Regions from separate parts of the Mus musculus genome. Here all the other regions are linked to region 1. Evidence: chromatin contacts called from public Hi-C and HiChIP or PLAC-seq data. All regions are on one chromosome and are shown on one strand. The core of a region is the stretch at or near the end of the contact, and the rest is flanking DNA. Distances in the headings are between cores, read along the strand shown. Region 1 holds the start of Lockd (lncRNA downstream of Cdkn1b). Region 2 overlaps Bcl2l14 (BCL2-like 14 (apoptosis facilitator)). Region 3 overlaps Lrp6 (low density lipoprotein receptor-related protein 6). Region 4 holds the start of Fam234b (family with sequence similarity 234, member B).

The links. Hi-C and Micro-C count contacts between places; a contact is called where the count stands out from the background. HiChIP or PLAC-seq counts read pairs in DNA pulled down with a chosen protein or histone mark.
Region 2: a contact with region 1 is called in an H3K4me3 HiChIP or PLAC-seq map of embryonic limb bud, with 4 times the contacts expected there. The contact joins the enhancer-like site here to the promoter of Lockd in region 1. A contact is called at or near these places in 1 of 39 promoter capture datasets (hippocampal neurons), 1 of 484 Hi-C or Micro-C datasets (adipose-derived mesenchymal stem cells) and 11 of 115 datasets of contacts at active chromatin or transcription factors (the NIH/3T3 cell line, astrocytes, craniofacial prominence and 7 more).
Region 3: a contact with region 1 is called in an H3K4me3 HiChIP or PLAC-seq map of bone marrow-derived macrophages, with 2.3 times the contacts expected there. The contact joins the enhancer-like site here to the promoter of Lockd in region 1. A contact is called at or near these places in 5 of 115 datasets of contacts at active chromatin or transcription factors (the 230-238 cell line, bone marrow-derived macrophages, craniofacial prominence and 2 more) and 1 of 9 other capture datasets (adipose tissue).
Region 4: a Hi-C map of liver shows a contact between it and region 1, with 2.0 times the contacts expected there. The contact joins the promoter of Fam234b here to the promoter of Lockd in region 1. A contact is called at or near these places in 1 of 484 Hi-C or Micro-C datasets (liver) and 1 of 115 datasets of contacts at active chromatin or transcription factors (embryonic stem cells).

What each region holds. Positions count from the first base shown.
Region 1 is chr6:134,927,400-134,931,003 of GRCm38.p6, reverse strand. Lockd (lncRNA downstream of Cdkn1b) reads right to left here and starts at 1,912. Exons shown (of 2, transcript NR_037956.1): 1 at 1,719-1,912.
Region 2 is chr6:134,437,803-134,441,406 of GRCm38.p6, reverse strand. It overlaps Bcl2l14 (BCL2-like 14 (apoptosis facilitator)), which reads right to left. Exons shown (of 7, transcript NM_025778.3): 7 at 2,683-3,604. Among named protein-coding and RNA genes, the nearest start is that of Gm52921, 11 kb to the left of the region's middle. Within about 2 kb of position 1,791, at least 124 of the 459 cell types and tissues checked have an H3K27ac peak or open chromatin away from gene starts, as enhancers often do. A contact at or near this core is called in craniofacial prominence, embryonic limb bud, forebrain and 1 more, where this site is marked.
Region 3 is chr6:134,542,546-134,546,149 of GRCm38.p6, reverse strand. All of the region lies in intron 1 of Lrp6 (low density lipoprotein receptor-related protein 6), which reads left to right. Among named protein-coding and RNA genes, the nearest start is that of Lrp6, 23 kb to the left of the region's middle. Within about 2 kb of position 1,854, at least 62 of the 459 cell types and tissues checked have an H3K27ac peak or open chromatin away from gene starts, as enhancers often do. A contact at or near this core is called in adipose tissue, bone marrow-derived macrophages and memory CD8 T cells, where this site is marked.
Region 4 is chr6:135,196,163-135,199,766 of GRCm38.p6, reverse strand. Fam234b (family with sequence similarity 234, member B) reads right to left here and starts at 1,780. Exons shown (of 13, transcript NM_028982.4): 1 at 1,666-1,780. The coding sequence starts at 1,702. It overlaps Gm36533 (a long non-coding RNA gene), which reads left to right and starts at 1,743. Exons shown (of 2, transcript XR_869506.2): 1 at 1,743-1,891.

The DNA of each region.
Region 1 (3,604 bases), core at 663-3,162:
CCACCTAGTACTGTTTAAAGGTTACCTTAGCTAGTAGATTTCTTTTGTGTGCACGCATGTGTCATGCATGGGGTGTACCTATGTGGAGGCGGGGGTCCTCACTGGCATCTCTTATGGCCCTCCATTTTTTTAGCTAGAATGGCTGGCCACTAGAACCCAGGAATCTACTTTTTCTCTCTCCACTCACCAGCCCTGGGATTAAAAACGTGCACTGCCATTGCTGGCTTTTTATATAAGTTCCGGGAATCCAAACCCGGGTCGTCATGCTCACACGGAAAACACTTAACCTCCCCCTCCCCACCCCCAAGACCTAGATGTCCATAGATTTCTATTTAGCTGTTCCAGAGCCTAAATGTAAAGGCTTCACTTTAGTATGAAAAGTTAGGGTGGATACAGTAGCACGTGCCTACAGTCCCATCTGGTTAAGAGATTACGTCAGACACATCAAGTTCAAGACCAGCAAGAAGTAGAGGGAGGGAGAAAGAGGGAGGGGAGCCATTATTAGTAGTAATGCATTTATTTTTGACCTGGGACTCATAGAGATCCATCTGCCTCTGCCTCACGAGTACTGGGATTAAAGCTGTACACCACCATGTCCAGTGGGGTTTTATTTATGACCTCCTTTGTTTGTACGCTTGTTGGTATATTCGAGGTAGGGAGGGTTATATGCAGCCCAGGCTGACTGCAAAGTCTCTCAGTATCCTAAGCAGGCCTTGAACTCCTGATCCTCCTGCCTCCAGCTCCCAAGTGCTCAGATTACAGGTGTGCTCCACCATGCCAAGCCCAAGTTTCCAAGCCTGTTTTCACAGTCACGTGCTATCTGAATCTTTATCTATGACACCCCTGTCCGGGGACCATCCAAATCCCTGCTTGGCTCACACTCAAGATGAAGACCTGTTTCTGAGACTAGCTTCCTCCTTCCAGGGATGTGGTTTTCCTCATGGACTGCTCATTCTGATCGGATGTGTCCTCTGAAAGGCAGAGGTAAGCACTGAGCCTCTAACAGAGTCCATGAATACAGCCTGGAGAGCAGCTCAAACATGTTGGTTTATGGACGGGGTCAAGGAGCTTAGTGGACTGGGAGAGGTAAGGTCAGAACTAGACAGCTAAAAAACTAAGAACATGGCATACTGGTTCAGGGGCCAATGGAGGCTAAGGCTGGGCTTCTGGCTAAAACAGACTGAAAGGAGATATCAGGAGAAATTATTTTAAGGAAAGAAAAAGGGAAGAAAAAAAAAAGGCAAAGGCAAAGAAAGGTATACATATGAGATGTCCCTGATAAAGAGAAAGACTGATCTAGGACTACTGTTTAATTATTATGACGTTTTAAAAGCTTCACTGCAAAGAAAAACATAGTTGGATCCTAATTAATAAAAGCCATCACTTGTATTAGACCTGTTCTACTAATTGAATCCTCCTAGATCTTAACAAACTCTTTCCAATGAGTTTCCTGACCCAGAAATCAAAAGGGGACTTTATGTCCCCTTCTCATCCTCACAAGGGGGGGTGGGGAACCAAACCTGGAAAACAGACAGGTTCCCCCCCCCCTTTAAGGTTAAAAAGGAAGAAAATGACACCGACTGCCTTTGTCCTGATGGATTTTGACACTCTAACCCCAGAAATAACACCTCTTTTGCTCTATATAGAGTCTATAGCCACACCTTGTATTTGGTTGGTTTATTCCTATGACGGGTAATATTCATTTCTAGGATAACTACCCGCTCCCGCCCTCCCCAAGTCTACCTTTCCAAGACAGGGGAAGGTGCGTCCTCGTCGAACTCCCGCCTGTACCTTCCTAGTACCTCTGGCCAGCAGCCTGTGTGCCCGTGCTCCCTGGACATCCGTGAATGTTTGATGCTACATCTCTACCCAAACTGAAGCTTCCCGCCTGCATTCTGTCAACGGCACTTGCGGGCGGGGCGGGGGGGGGGCAACTTTTGGAACAGAAAGCTCCACCCATCCTACTCCCTACTACCTGCAATCAAACCAGCTAAAACACCCCACCTCAGACTCCCCAACTAAGTCTCATCACATGATCTACCGTACGGTAATTTTTTTTTTTTAACAAGAAAACAAGCATCCAAAAAAAAAAAAAAAAAAATTCAAACTGCAGGCGCGAGCCAATGGGGAAGCAGGGGAAGGTGGGCGGGGGAAGCGCGGCGGGCTGGGCGGGGACCCGCGGACCTGTGGACCGAAGGATTCGTAAAACGCAGCAGGCGCACGGTTTAGGCTTTTTTTTTTTTTCTTCCAAAACTCAGTTAAGCGCGAGGCTCCGCCTGCAGCTGCAGCCTCGCAGATCCACCTTAAATCTTCAGTGGACTCGGTGCAGGGGTCAGTGGGCGCAGCCAATGCCAATCAAGTTTACAACCACCAGCTCGGGACGAGGGAGGGGGGGTTTGGGGAAGGCCAGAGGGAGAAACTTCAACTTCTCGCTTTATATGCACACATCACACACGCGCACACGCAAACACACGTACGCACGCACATGCACACGCACACAAAGGGAAGGAGGGGGCCAGAGACCGGCGCTCCGCCGCCAAGTAACAAGTTTGCAAACGCTTCTAAGCTCGCTGGCCGCGGCCTGGACGCGCTTCCCGCGTCCCGACCCGAGCGCCATGATGGTGGCTGCGGTTCTCAGTCCGGGTTCTGGAGGGGGAGCCGCAAATGATGCAATCCCCCGGCCGGCGCCCGAACCGCGCGCCCTTCTCCCGGCCTTTTTCTTAACGTTCCTTTTAGAGGCGCGTCGAGGTTTCGCGCCCAAAGCATGGATAAGGGGTTTTTCTTTTGTTTTATTTTTTAAGATTTCCTAATTTCTGGTTCCTACCTCTGCTGAGTCCTTATGCATGATAAGTCTGTGACTTGGATGGAGGCCCGAGGGACTTGAGACTTGAGTGTACGTGGAAATAAGTGCACTTTCGGTTCTCCGGGATCCGCCTGTGGCTGACCCCACCCTATTACAACCCCACGCGAGTGAAATCAGGGAGACGACCCCATAGGTTTCTAAGTAGGATCCATGGCCTTTTTACCCCTCAGTGTCGTTTGCAAGGTTTCTTTTTTGCTTTAATTTTATTATTTTTTAAAGCCAGGAAAGGGGGGGGCAGGAGTAGGGTGTGGCTCAGGTGAAAGATGGCAAATGAAAAAGAATCCATGCTCTGAAAAACAGATCAGGGATCCTAAGTGGACTTCTAAACAAAACACCTTTTAGTTCAAAGCGCTAGACGAGCAATCGTGTTTTCTGGTGATGATGGTGTAATGGCGAAGGCAATTCTCTGGCTCCCAGGAAAGGTCGCTCAGTGCAGCCAGGGTGGTGGGCACACAGTGGCTTGAAAGGCCGACTGCTTGCTCCCTCCCACTAGTGAATGTCCATAGTCCCCCAATCTAACCCATCACAGCCCCCTCCCCAAATCCTTATTTCCCCCAGTTCTTCCTTGCCCAGGTCTGCGGTTCTGGACAGCCAAGGATGCAAAGGTGGGGGGCACTTTGCAAGCAGGGTGAAGGGCAGGGCTGATCACCGAAAGCGGCAGTGGTTCTCCACAGTTAGGCGCGCATTGGTGACGGTCGCTTAGCCGCCAGCGAGCCGGGAAGGCTTTCGAAATCCGCGGGG
Region 2 (3,604 bases), core at 542-3,041, 490 kb after region 1:
ATTACTATACTATATATTAATTCTGTTTTTAGTCTCTTGAGTAATTATTTTACTATTTCCAACTCCACCACTGTTGGAAGAGCTAAGAGTTGATGGCTGCTAATTGAGGGAGAGTTATTGGACAGCCACATACCTATATGCATATTAGCATCGTTAATTGGGTTCAGGGGATTAATAATGATTATATACATCGTATATATACATATTATATACACATACACAACATCATTGTCCCCTTGAGTGTAAGATCCTCCAGTCACAGCCTCCTGTCTGCTGCTATACCCAGCTTATCCCTTCTGTTCTATCTTTTGAGACAGGATCTGTCTGCCCTGGAACTCAGAGATTCGCCTGCGTTTGCCTCTCAAGAGATGAGCTTTAAGGTGTGCCTTGCCTTGATGTGCTGAAAAACGTTTAATTCGTGTTTGTACAATGTGTTTCCGTGTGTGTGTGCATATGAATTCGTTTGTGTGAATTCAGGTGCGTGTGTGCTGCACGTGGAGGATCGTAGTGTGCATGTGGAAGTCAGAAACAACCTTGGGTGCTAGACTTCATCTGCTACCTTATTTTGTCATAGGACCGGCCTCTTAGTTGTTTTCCCTTTGCAGACACCATGCTTGCTGGCCTGAAGGGGTCTGGAGATTGTCCTGACTCTGTCCTTTATCTCCCCATTGGAGTACTGGGGTTACGGATGCTCATTTTATGTAGGTTCTAGAGATTTGAAACCTGGTCCTCGTGCTTGTATGCCCAGCTCTTTTACTCCGTAAGTCATCTTCCCAGCCCAAGCATTCAAATCTTATTAACGTAGAAATAAATGTCCCCTTTTGCCTTTGAGACCTGTGTGTGTGTGTGTGTGTGTGTGTGTGTGTGTGTGTGTGTGTGTGTGTGTGTGTGAAGGCCAGAAATCAAACAAATGTCTCCCTCAATCAGTAATTTTCCACCATATTTTGCAAAACAGGGTCTCTTCTTGCACTCAGAGTTTACTGACTCAGCTAGACTGGCTGGTCTGCAGACCCTGCCTTCATGTCTCCACGTCTCCATCACTGAGATTACCAGTGTGTGCCCCCACATCCGTCTACTACACCGGCAATGAATGGGGCATTGTGCAGCAAGCATTTCCCTGCAGAGAAATTCTGAGTGTTCCGCCTAGTCTTCAAACTGGCGTCCCTCCTGGCCCTGTGAGCTCTGGAGTGCTCTTTTCAGTACTTCCAGATGTACAGGTTGATCTGTGCTCATCTGAGGGCTGTCTGCAGCTTGGGGTGCGATTTTCCTCCCCACGTTCCCTGGACTCTGAAGCCTCCTCGTCGGTTCTGGCTAAGAGACTCTGGGTGGTTCCCCTGTTGGAGTAAAGCCGGGGAATGTTTTCCATGCCTCATTCTAAAGCAATCACGGACTCATGTAGCTTCTCATCTGTCAGCATCCAGGTCTCCACTACCATCCTGGTCTCGTTTATTTTGTCTGCAATTAAACCGAAGCCTTAAGCAGGAGAGCAGATCTGGTTACTGTCGTCACAGCATCCTGACTAGAGGCTGCGCATGCTTCTGGAATCACATGCGGTGTTTGTTATGACTCCGAGTATCTTGGGCCACACTCCAGTTGTACTGATTTACAAGCTGTGGCAGAGAGGCTGGGGTCTGGCTTGCAACCGTGTGCCAAGGAGATGCCTGGTGTCAGATGTGTAAAGCCAAACTGCATCTGTGCAAAAGAGCTCCCCGAGCCACTGAGAAAGGCTGTGTGCGCCGGTTCACAGGACGCAGCGCACTAAATCCAACGTCTGCAGGGGGAATGCGTTGGATCACCCTCGAGAAAAGACATCCAAATACAGCCCTGTGGCAGCCAACGGAGCGTCAGTAAATGACGCACGGGGGAGGGGGGGGGGAATGAAGGAGTAAATTTGGATTTGGAGAACTCGGGGAAGGAGGCTGGCACGCAAGCACATTCCAAGTGGAGAGGATGTTGTTCAGGACCCAAGGTGCAGAGATGCGTGACACATTTGGGAAGCTTAATTGTTTGGCTGGACAAAAGACAGAGAACAGGGACGCAGAGGAGAAAACAAAGGAGGAACACATTCCTCTTATGGTGCGGTTAGTGATGCCTTTGATAACAGACCGGCTCCTTCCTCATTGATCTATCTGTTCAGGCTACATTCTAGGTGCCAGCTATCCAAAAATGTGTAAGAACCTGTAAAAAATTTTTTTGAGGCAGGATCTTACTCTGTAGATCAGATTAGCTTGGAACTTGCAAGCCTTCTGCCTCAGCCTCTCTTGAGTATTGGAAACTCAAATGTCTGTCTAAATGTTTTGGGGTGTTTTTTTTGGGGGGGGGTCTTTTTTTTCCCAGTCATACTATCAATAGCAAAAGAGCAACCTGTAATTGCTTCAAGAGAGTGGGGCCCTTTGAACTGAGCTGTGGGCGGCTCACAGTAGGAGTGGGGCAGTCAGTTAACACTAACTAGGTCCTAAGAACTCTAGGTCCTGAGCTCTTTATGTAGGTTAGCACATTTGGTCTTCAGAGAAGCCCTACTACGATAACTTACTATTTTAATAGAAAACATTTTTGGAAGGGGAGTGTCGAGACAAAGTCTTGAACTCATTATGTATGTCTGGTTGGCCCCAGTCTTGCGGCCCTCCCACCTCAGCCTCCTGAAAGCTTGGGTTACAGGCAACTCTTTTTCCAGCAAACTTTCAATTTATTTATTTTATTAATTACCAACCATTATGCTACTTCTAAGGGGTCCTAATAGTCCAGAGCTCAGGCTGGGGAGGTAGCACTGTGGGTAAAGTGCTAGCCACAGAAGTGTGAGGACCTGGATTTGAATCCACAGCACCGACCTAAAACGCTGCGTGTCACAGGGTACACCTGCAACCCTAGTGCTGTGGCTGTAAGGGAGGAGGCGGAGGCGGGACACTCCCAGACGCTCAGGAGTGATCCAGCCTGGGTAAGAAGCTATGCACAAAGAGGAAGATGAAAACTAGCACCCGAGGTTGACCTCTGTATCTTCTTGTGGTACCTGTGTGCCCTTGCTCTCGATCGCACTGATGTGGTGGGGTGCAGGTATATCACACAGAGAAATCTGTGAAGATGGCTTTGTACCAAATGGACTTTGTCAAGGTACCACAGTAGTTTTTGAGAGGACGGGTTAGCAAGACTTAAGCTAGCTAGACATAACAGCAAACTCAGGTTTTTCTCTCTGACATGAATAGGGCTGTCTTCCTGAGGGTAAGCTTGACACGAGACAGTAATCAGGGCATCCCAGGTGCAGTATAAGGAACAAATAGTGTTAGAGACTAAAAAGTAAGCACACACATATTTATCGTTTCACCTCCATGAGACCGACAGACACGTGCCGAACGAATGCTTCCACTGGTGTAGCAACAGGATGGTTTCCGTTCTCAACATTTAGAGGTAAAACAATCACTTATCTTTATGGAGCCCCTCACACATTCAGTGGAGGACTCGAGTGCCCTCAGCGAAGTCCGTGCTACTGAGTTCTATGAGCTGAAGAGAGCAAGGCCTCTCCCGATGCCTCTTGAGTCAAAGGAAAGATGGTTCTCTAGACACTGTCTGCTGGGTATGTTTTAACTTTCTCCTGAAGTCTATGGTAAGA
Region 3 (3,604 bases), core at 605-3,104, 380 kb after region 1:
AAGAAGGTTTTAGAGAGAAAAGTAATGAATTTTAAGTCAATGATAGGAAGATTGCAGCACCTCCCATCCTCCCCCACCAAAAGCCTGGGGAATAAAACGCAAGGTTAAGTTGATGGTTTAGAAATCAGTTGTGTAGAGATTCATAATGATAACAGAATCTGGGGTGTTATTGTGGGCCCTCTCATTTGGGGGCCAGAGGTGTGTATGAGAGGTGAGAGAAGATTTGAAATAAACAAGAGACCATTCTGCCAGCAGAGCTATAGTGAGTACTGTAGAGAAGTAAAGAATAAGGACTAGGGAAAGGTTTTTAGTTGGATTTTTTTTTCTTGAAGCCTTTGAGAAAGGTTCAGTTGGATAGAGTGTCTGAGGTCAGACAAAAGAAGTTAATAAAGATGAATTGGTGATGTGTAGTCAGGAGAAAGAGAAGTAGTTTCTTGATAGTAAACAGTTGGGTAGAGTGTTTGATACCTGAGCCTGCCATGAGCCTTTGAAGATACAGAGCAACTGATGGAGCTCAGTCACAGAGAGAGTGAACCTAGGGTGTTGCTTGACCCCACAAAGTAGGAGGGGCATTGCCCCATACTCTGCTGAGGGCAGGAAGAGGGGTGCACAGCCCTGGCTGCCCTAGAGCTTGCTTATGTAGACTAGGCTTCCCTAAACTTTTAGAGGTCCACCGGTTCCAGGGCTGGGATTGATGGTGTGTTCTACCACACCTGGACCCAGAGAACTTTTTGAGAAGTATAAGATGTTGATGGTGTGATACATGCTTAAGTCCTAGAACCCAGGGAGAACCGAACTTCAAGGGAAAAAGAAACAGAGAATGCAGGATAAAATGGACCTTGAGAACTTGTTAGGAGATTGTAGCAGAGGAGTTCAGCCATTTGAATATTGACCAAAGACCTGCCCTCCTTTATTCAGGAAAGTTATTCTCTTTGACTGAGTGAATGCGCAAGGAACAGCAAGGGAGGAAGGATACACCCACCTAGCTGGCCATGAGAGTGGATTCCTGAGCTCCTGCGAGTAGCTGCTGAAGAGATGTGATTTCTGTCTGAGGTCTGGTTGTTAGGAGGTCAGGCCAACACTGTGGAGTAAGCACATGGTGTGCATTATGTTTGCTACTGGCAGGGAGCAGGTGTGCAGCGTCTGTATGTCTAGTAGATAAATATGGTATTGTAATTTTCTCAAGGTTACACACTACTCAGCAGATTCTGGTGGCAAGGTTGAAGGCCATGTTCATGTGTGAGAGAGTAGCTGCATAGACAGACCTTTTGATAGTATACAGTCACTTGAACACTGTCATAACTAGAGCTGATAAATTAAAGATACTAATCTGCTCATGGTCTCCTCCAACAATGATGGCACTCAGAAGGCCCATAAACTTTAAATTACCAGGAAAGTTTTTTAGATTTTTGTAGATCAAAAACTCTTCAGTGGAAATATTAATGTTTGACTTGAAAATTATGAAAGCCATTTGGCTGCTACCTAATGCCATAAACAAGTTTGGTTTGTAAAGTCTCTTGTGGGTGGTAATGCCATAAGTGAAGTATCCGTTAACTAGTACATTTTTGTTATTCTTGAATTGTAAAACTTAAATATCCTGGGACTATTTCTTAGTTTTCTGTAGCAGCCTTTGGCATTTAACTCTTCACTAACAGAAATGGTTTGTTTGTTTGTTTGTTGTTTTTTCAGATATTCCTGTTTGGCTTATACTATAAAAAGCTGAGTAAGACACTAATTGGACTGGTTCATTAGTGTGATGTGTGGATGTCTGCAGTTAGTTCAGGGGGTCAGTGTCTGTAGTGGTTACCGTGTCTGTAGTGGCTACACACAGTAAGCAGAAATGACTCAGCCACTTTTCCTTTTCTAGTGAAGTGAATGCCCACGTGTTTTTGACTGAGAATTTGGGTTTCAGTGTGGTTGGATCAGAAATTCATGTTACCTAACAGATGGGTAGAGCACATGTTCATAATCCAATTTGGTCAATATAGCCCTATAAATGGGCTTAACCATTACTCTTCTTTTTGAGTTTTGTGAGCCACTTAATTTTTTCAAATTAGAATGTTTTTAATTAAGGGAGTGGTACTTTTAGGGGTTGAGAGCATTTGATATTCTTGCAGGGAACCCTGATTCTGACTATAGAAGTCACAGGGTGGCTCACAGCCATCTGTAACTTCACTAGGGGATCTGACACTCTCTCTGGCCTCTGTGGGCACCAAGCATGCACATGGTGCCCAGACATGCAGGCAACACACACACACACACACACACACACACACACACACACACACACACACACACCATTAGCTGCATTTTAAGTGTTCTTGGTCACATGGTTGATGGGTACTCAGTGTGCAGTAATGACTTCCCATTGTCATAGGAAGCTCCATAGGACAGTGGCACTCAGTTCTTAATTGGTGCTTGATATTGGGAAAGTAAATGTCAGAAATTTAGTAAAGATATTTTTTTAAAAAAACAAAACAGAATTTATACTATTGTAGTCCTAGTAATTCAACTCTATCAAAGTTAAATATTACTTTTTCAGGTAAGGTTTCTATCTAGATTTGGTATTAGGTTTAGTCAGAGATCACTAATATTGGACAGCAGGAAGTTACATCAGGCTCTGCTAGGCTGCTTATTTAAGTTTAGTAAGGTATTGATATTATCAATAAAGTTACTTATGCAAAGGGTAAAATTAGGTTTCGATATGTGTATATAGCTGGAGTGAGGCCAGGGAAATTGATGCTCTTGGCAGTGTCTGTAGTAGTTATACAGAGTGAGCGGAAAGGAGTCGCCTCTGTCTTTATAATTGAGACCAGTTTTTTATGCTGCTGTGGGAGCTGCAGCTCAGTGCTGAGTGCTGGAGGGCTCTGGGCTCTGTCCCTGGCTCTGCAGAAAAGCAGTGGGGGAGCTTGACTCTTGTTCCTGTTTTTTCCCCACCCCTGCTTTCCTCAAGAAAGTCAGATTTTGTCTGAATAGATTAGTTGACATTCTCTATAATCATTCATAGATGAACATCATTAAATATGTTTTCTTTTTGGTCTGGCATATTTTTCCATGTGTTATTTAGAGATTATTTCATTTTTCATGTATAAACGGTTCATTACATTTAAAAAATGGTGGTTGATTTTGGTTTTTGGAGACAGTCTCCCTTAGCCCATGCTGATCATAAAATCCCTGTGTAGCCAAGGAAAACTTGGACCTCTGATTTTCCTTTCTCTTTATTCCAAGTGCTGGGATTGCAAATATGTACTACTGTGCCTGGCAGTTGATTGCTTCTTATTCTATTAGTATATTTCTACTTATTTACTAGCTGTTGTCCACATTTGGGTTGATTCTGATTTATGTTATTGCCAACAAATTTCTCTGAACATTTACTCATAGGTATTTGTATTGTTTTATTTATTTTTCTTGTGTATTTATTTCTGTGTATTTAGTTCTCTTGAGTAAATACTTGAGTGTGCAGTGGCTGGATCATATGGGTAGATTGTGCATCTAAACTCTGACAAGCAGTCAGTTGAGGCCGAGGATGTAGTTCATGGCTGGGATTGCTTGCCTGGTGTACAGGAGGATCTCGAGTTTCATCCCCACACTGCAGACAGACAGC
Region 4 (3,604 bases), core at 531-3,030, 270 kb before region 1:
ATCTTCCCAATTACACGCGGTATCCAAAAGCAGCTTTGAGAAAGCAACTTCTACCTAATGAAAAGCCACAAACCATATTTTGGGTAGTGAAGGGAAAGGGCCAAGGAGAGACCAGGAGAAAAACAAGCCAAAAGAAAGAAGAAAATCCACATCACTTACAGGAAATATAGATACTGTATGTAGGCCTTAGTATTGATCATAGCTCATCCCTTAGGGCCAAACTGCCTTCCAAACACAAGAATCCATCACCCCAGGCTGTCAGCTGATGAGATAACTGTAAGCCAACACACCAAGGAGTATTCTGTGCGCAGCACATTCTCAGAGTGAAGACACAAAAGAGCTCAGGCAAGCTATTCTCCCATTATTTTTTTTTTAATGATTATTTTGAAGAGTATACAAAAGGATTGTGTTTTTCTCATATTCGCCCGGTATTATCTCTTGTTCCACCTCCACTTGACTATAACTACCTCTTTTTTTCAGTGCTTTGGGGGGGGGGGGACTTGGCTCTGTGGGTGCTAAGTAAGCCTGTACCCCGAGGTACATTCCCTTTCTGTTTTATTCTCAGAGAGTAGCAATCATCTATGCTGAACTAAAACAAGAACTCTAAAAACAAACAAACAAACAAACAAAAAGGGCTGAAAATGCCTTTGACAAGATAGCATTCAAAACCCAGGGTACTTTCGTCAAAGTCAATGTATCCTGCAGAGAAAGCAAGCCTCTCTCTTAATTTCAGTATTGTGTACACTCCAAGACAGATCGTATCACTGTTCTTTCCAGAGTTCCAAGCAGCCAGCAAAGGGGAGAAAGATCTAAAGACATGGAGTCTCTTGTTATCTAAAATACAAGGCCGGTTTCAAGGTAGCAGACTAGAAACTCTTTGAGAACAAGGTCCCTGCAACCCTCCTAGGGCCTCAGGCTTACTATCAGAGCGACCCTTTCTAACGTGGCAGAGAAAATAACTGCTTCCTGTCTTATGTGATCAGCCAATAAATGCTTATAACTTAGTGTTTAATTTTTTTAAGTGGAGCCACAGATTTTTCGAAAGCCCTAAATGTTTAAATTTTGCCAACGACAGAATAAATACACTTTGGTTAAAACAGTGCAATTCAAACAGCACAGTGTCCTGCTGTGTGATCCCGTGTGATTCAATTAGCCATTTTCCTAATCTTTCTTCTTTCCTCCTGCACACAGGAGGAAGGAGAACACCTGTCTGGGCTAGCTCACAGCGGCAAAGCTGCTGTCAGTAAGTGGATGCTGTTCTGCCCAGGCCACTCACTTACAGTCCTGCAGCCCCCGGCTCCCCCTCTGGTCCAGCCCCAGATAGCAGCAGCTAGTCCCGGCGCTCAGGGAAGGATGCTCCAATGTCTGGCCTTCCCTTGGAGACTGCGACGACATGCGCTCTGACCTGACAGTAACCGTCTCGTCCCTCCACTTTCGACCCGGCCCCGCGCACCTCCAGCAATGTCTGCCCCGGGAGTCCCCGAGAGTCCCCAAGTGTCCCCGAGCGTCCCCGGTCCCCGACTCACACCCGGGAGCCCCCTTCCTCTACCCCGGACGCTGCAGCCCTCCCAGATAACAGCCAGGCCCCGCCGCGCCACGCCTCGCCTCGCTCATCTCCCCAGGCCAGGTCTCCACAGCGTGGTCGCGGGGCTGCAGACTCCTTACCCGGGAGCTTGAGAGCCCTGGACAGCACTGTCGCCATGGCGGAGGCCCCCGTGCGCGTGCGCGCGCCGCGTCCTGCCGGGAAGTGTAGTTCGCTGCGAACCGCGCGTGGGGCTGCGGGCGGGAAAGGTGTGACCTGCCGGGAGCCCAGCTAGGAGGAGGCGCCCACTGTCGCAGGTCACTGGTGCGGCGCGGAGCCAAGGTTGAGTCGCTTGCGCCTCAGCAGCCGGTAAGGAAAGTCATCTCTCCCCAACCTGTGTATGAAGAACCTAGAATGAGGTTGTAGATACTTAAGAAGGCGCGGGCTGTGAAGTTCGCGTGGGTTTGGAATTGACAAACTGAATTTGAAGCCTGCGTGCGCAATTTACTACCTGAGCCATCTTGGCAAGTCACTGAGACTCGGCTTTGTTTGTTTGTCTGTCCTGTCTGTCAGTCAGTCTGTCCATCTGTTTTGGAGCCAGGAGTCTCAATGGAAACTGGCTTTGTAGGTGAGGGTGACCTTGAACTCCTGATCCTTCTGCTTCCACTTCCAAGCACCAGATTTGTTTGTTTGCTTGTTTCACTTACTTATCTATGGCTCAGTGTGGTTGAGCTTGCCTCTCTGAGTTTGAGGCCAACCTGGTCTACATAGAGTTACAAGCCAGCCAGGACTACATAGTGAGACCCTGTTTACACACACACACACACACACACACACACACACACACACACACACAGAGAGAGAGAGAGAGAGAGAGAGAGAGAGAGAGAGAGAGAGATGTATTCATTAGTTTGTTTACTCATTTATTGGTTTATTTGTTTATTTATTTATATATTGAGATCATGTAGTATAGACTGGCATTGAATTGGCTATGTAGTTGAAACTGGCCTGGAGTTCCTAACCCCCCACCCCCACCCCGGCCTTCACTGTGTAAGTGCTGGAATTACAGACACACAACACCACACCTGGCTGGCTCTCTTGAAATGAAAATGATGCTATCGCCTTGTTGCTTAGAGAATTAAGCGACACCATCCTTTTAAAGCACACAGCTCCTGTGACTCTTTTCCCTGTCCTAAGTGCAGTCTGAGGTATGCTGTGGCACAGACCTGGGTTTCCTGATCTCAGCTCTTTCCAGGGAAGTATTTACACTCTACCTGCTGCTGCCCTGGCTTGCGAGGTCCAGCAAACAGGAGCTGACTGGTTTCTCACTCACAGGCACCAAGAGATGGAGCTAATACTGAGAGCATTAGCTTGACCCCGGAGTGTCTCAGTTATCTAGTCATGTCTCCCCACCGTCTGCTTAATGCTGATAAACCGTTTCTGTTCCACAAGAGTTGTTCTGAGAGTCGAATATAAACGTGCAAAACACTTAGCACCAACAACTAATGTTTCGTCAGTAACCTAGTGTCCTTCTGGTTGATGTCTTATTGCTGTTATTTGAGACAGAGTCACACTATGTAAACCAGGCTGTCCTGGAACTTCCAGAGGTCTATCTGCCTGCCTCTGTCTCCCCAGTTCTGAGATTATAGACATGTACCATAGCACATGGCTAATTAATGTTTTGATTTTTAATTTACTAAGTAATAAAATTGTAAATTTGGGGGCTAGAGAGATGGCTCAGTGGTTAAAAGCACTGGCTGCTCTTCCAGAGGCCCCAAGTTCAATTCCCAGCACCCACATGGCAGTTCACAACCTTCTGTTAACTCCATCAATGCCCTCTCTGGCTTCCTTGGGCACCAGGAACACACATGGCACATAGATAAGCATGCAGGCAAAACACCCATGCACATGAAAATAAATAAAACTTTTTAAATAAAAGGAGTAAGCCAACCTACACCACAATTAATATTAACAATGGTGTTAATTTTAATGACTTAACACTTAATGACTTAAGTGTTAATTCTTCTTTAACATTTGTCTTGTATATGTACATTTATTTATCTTGTGTATGTATGTGTGTGA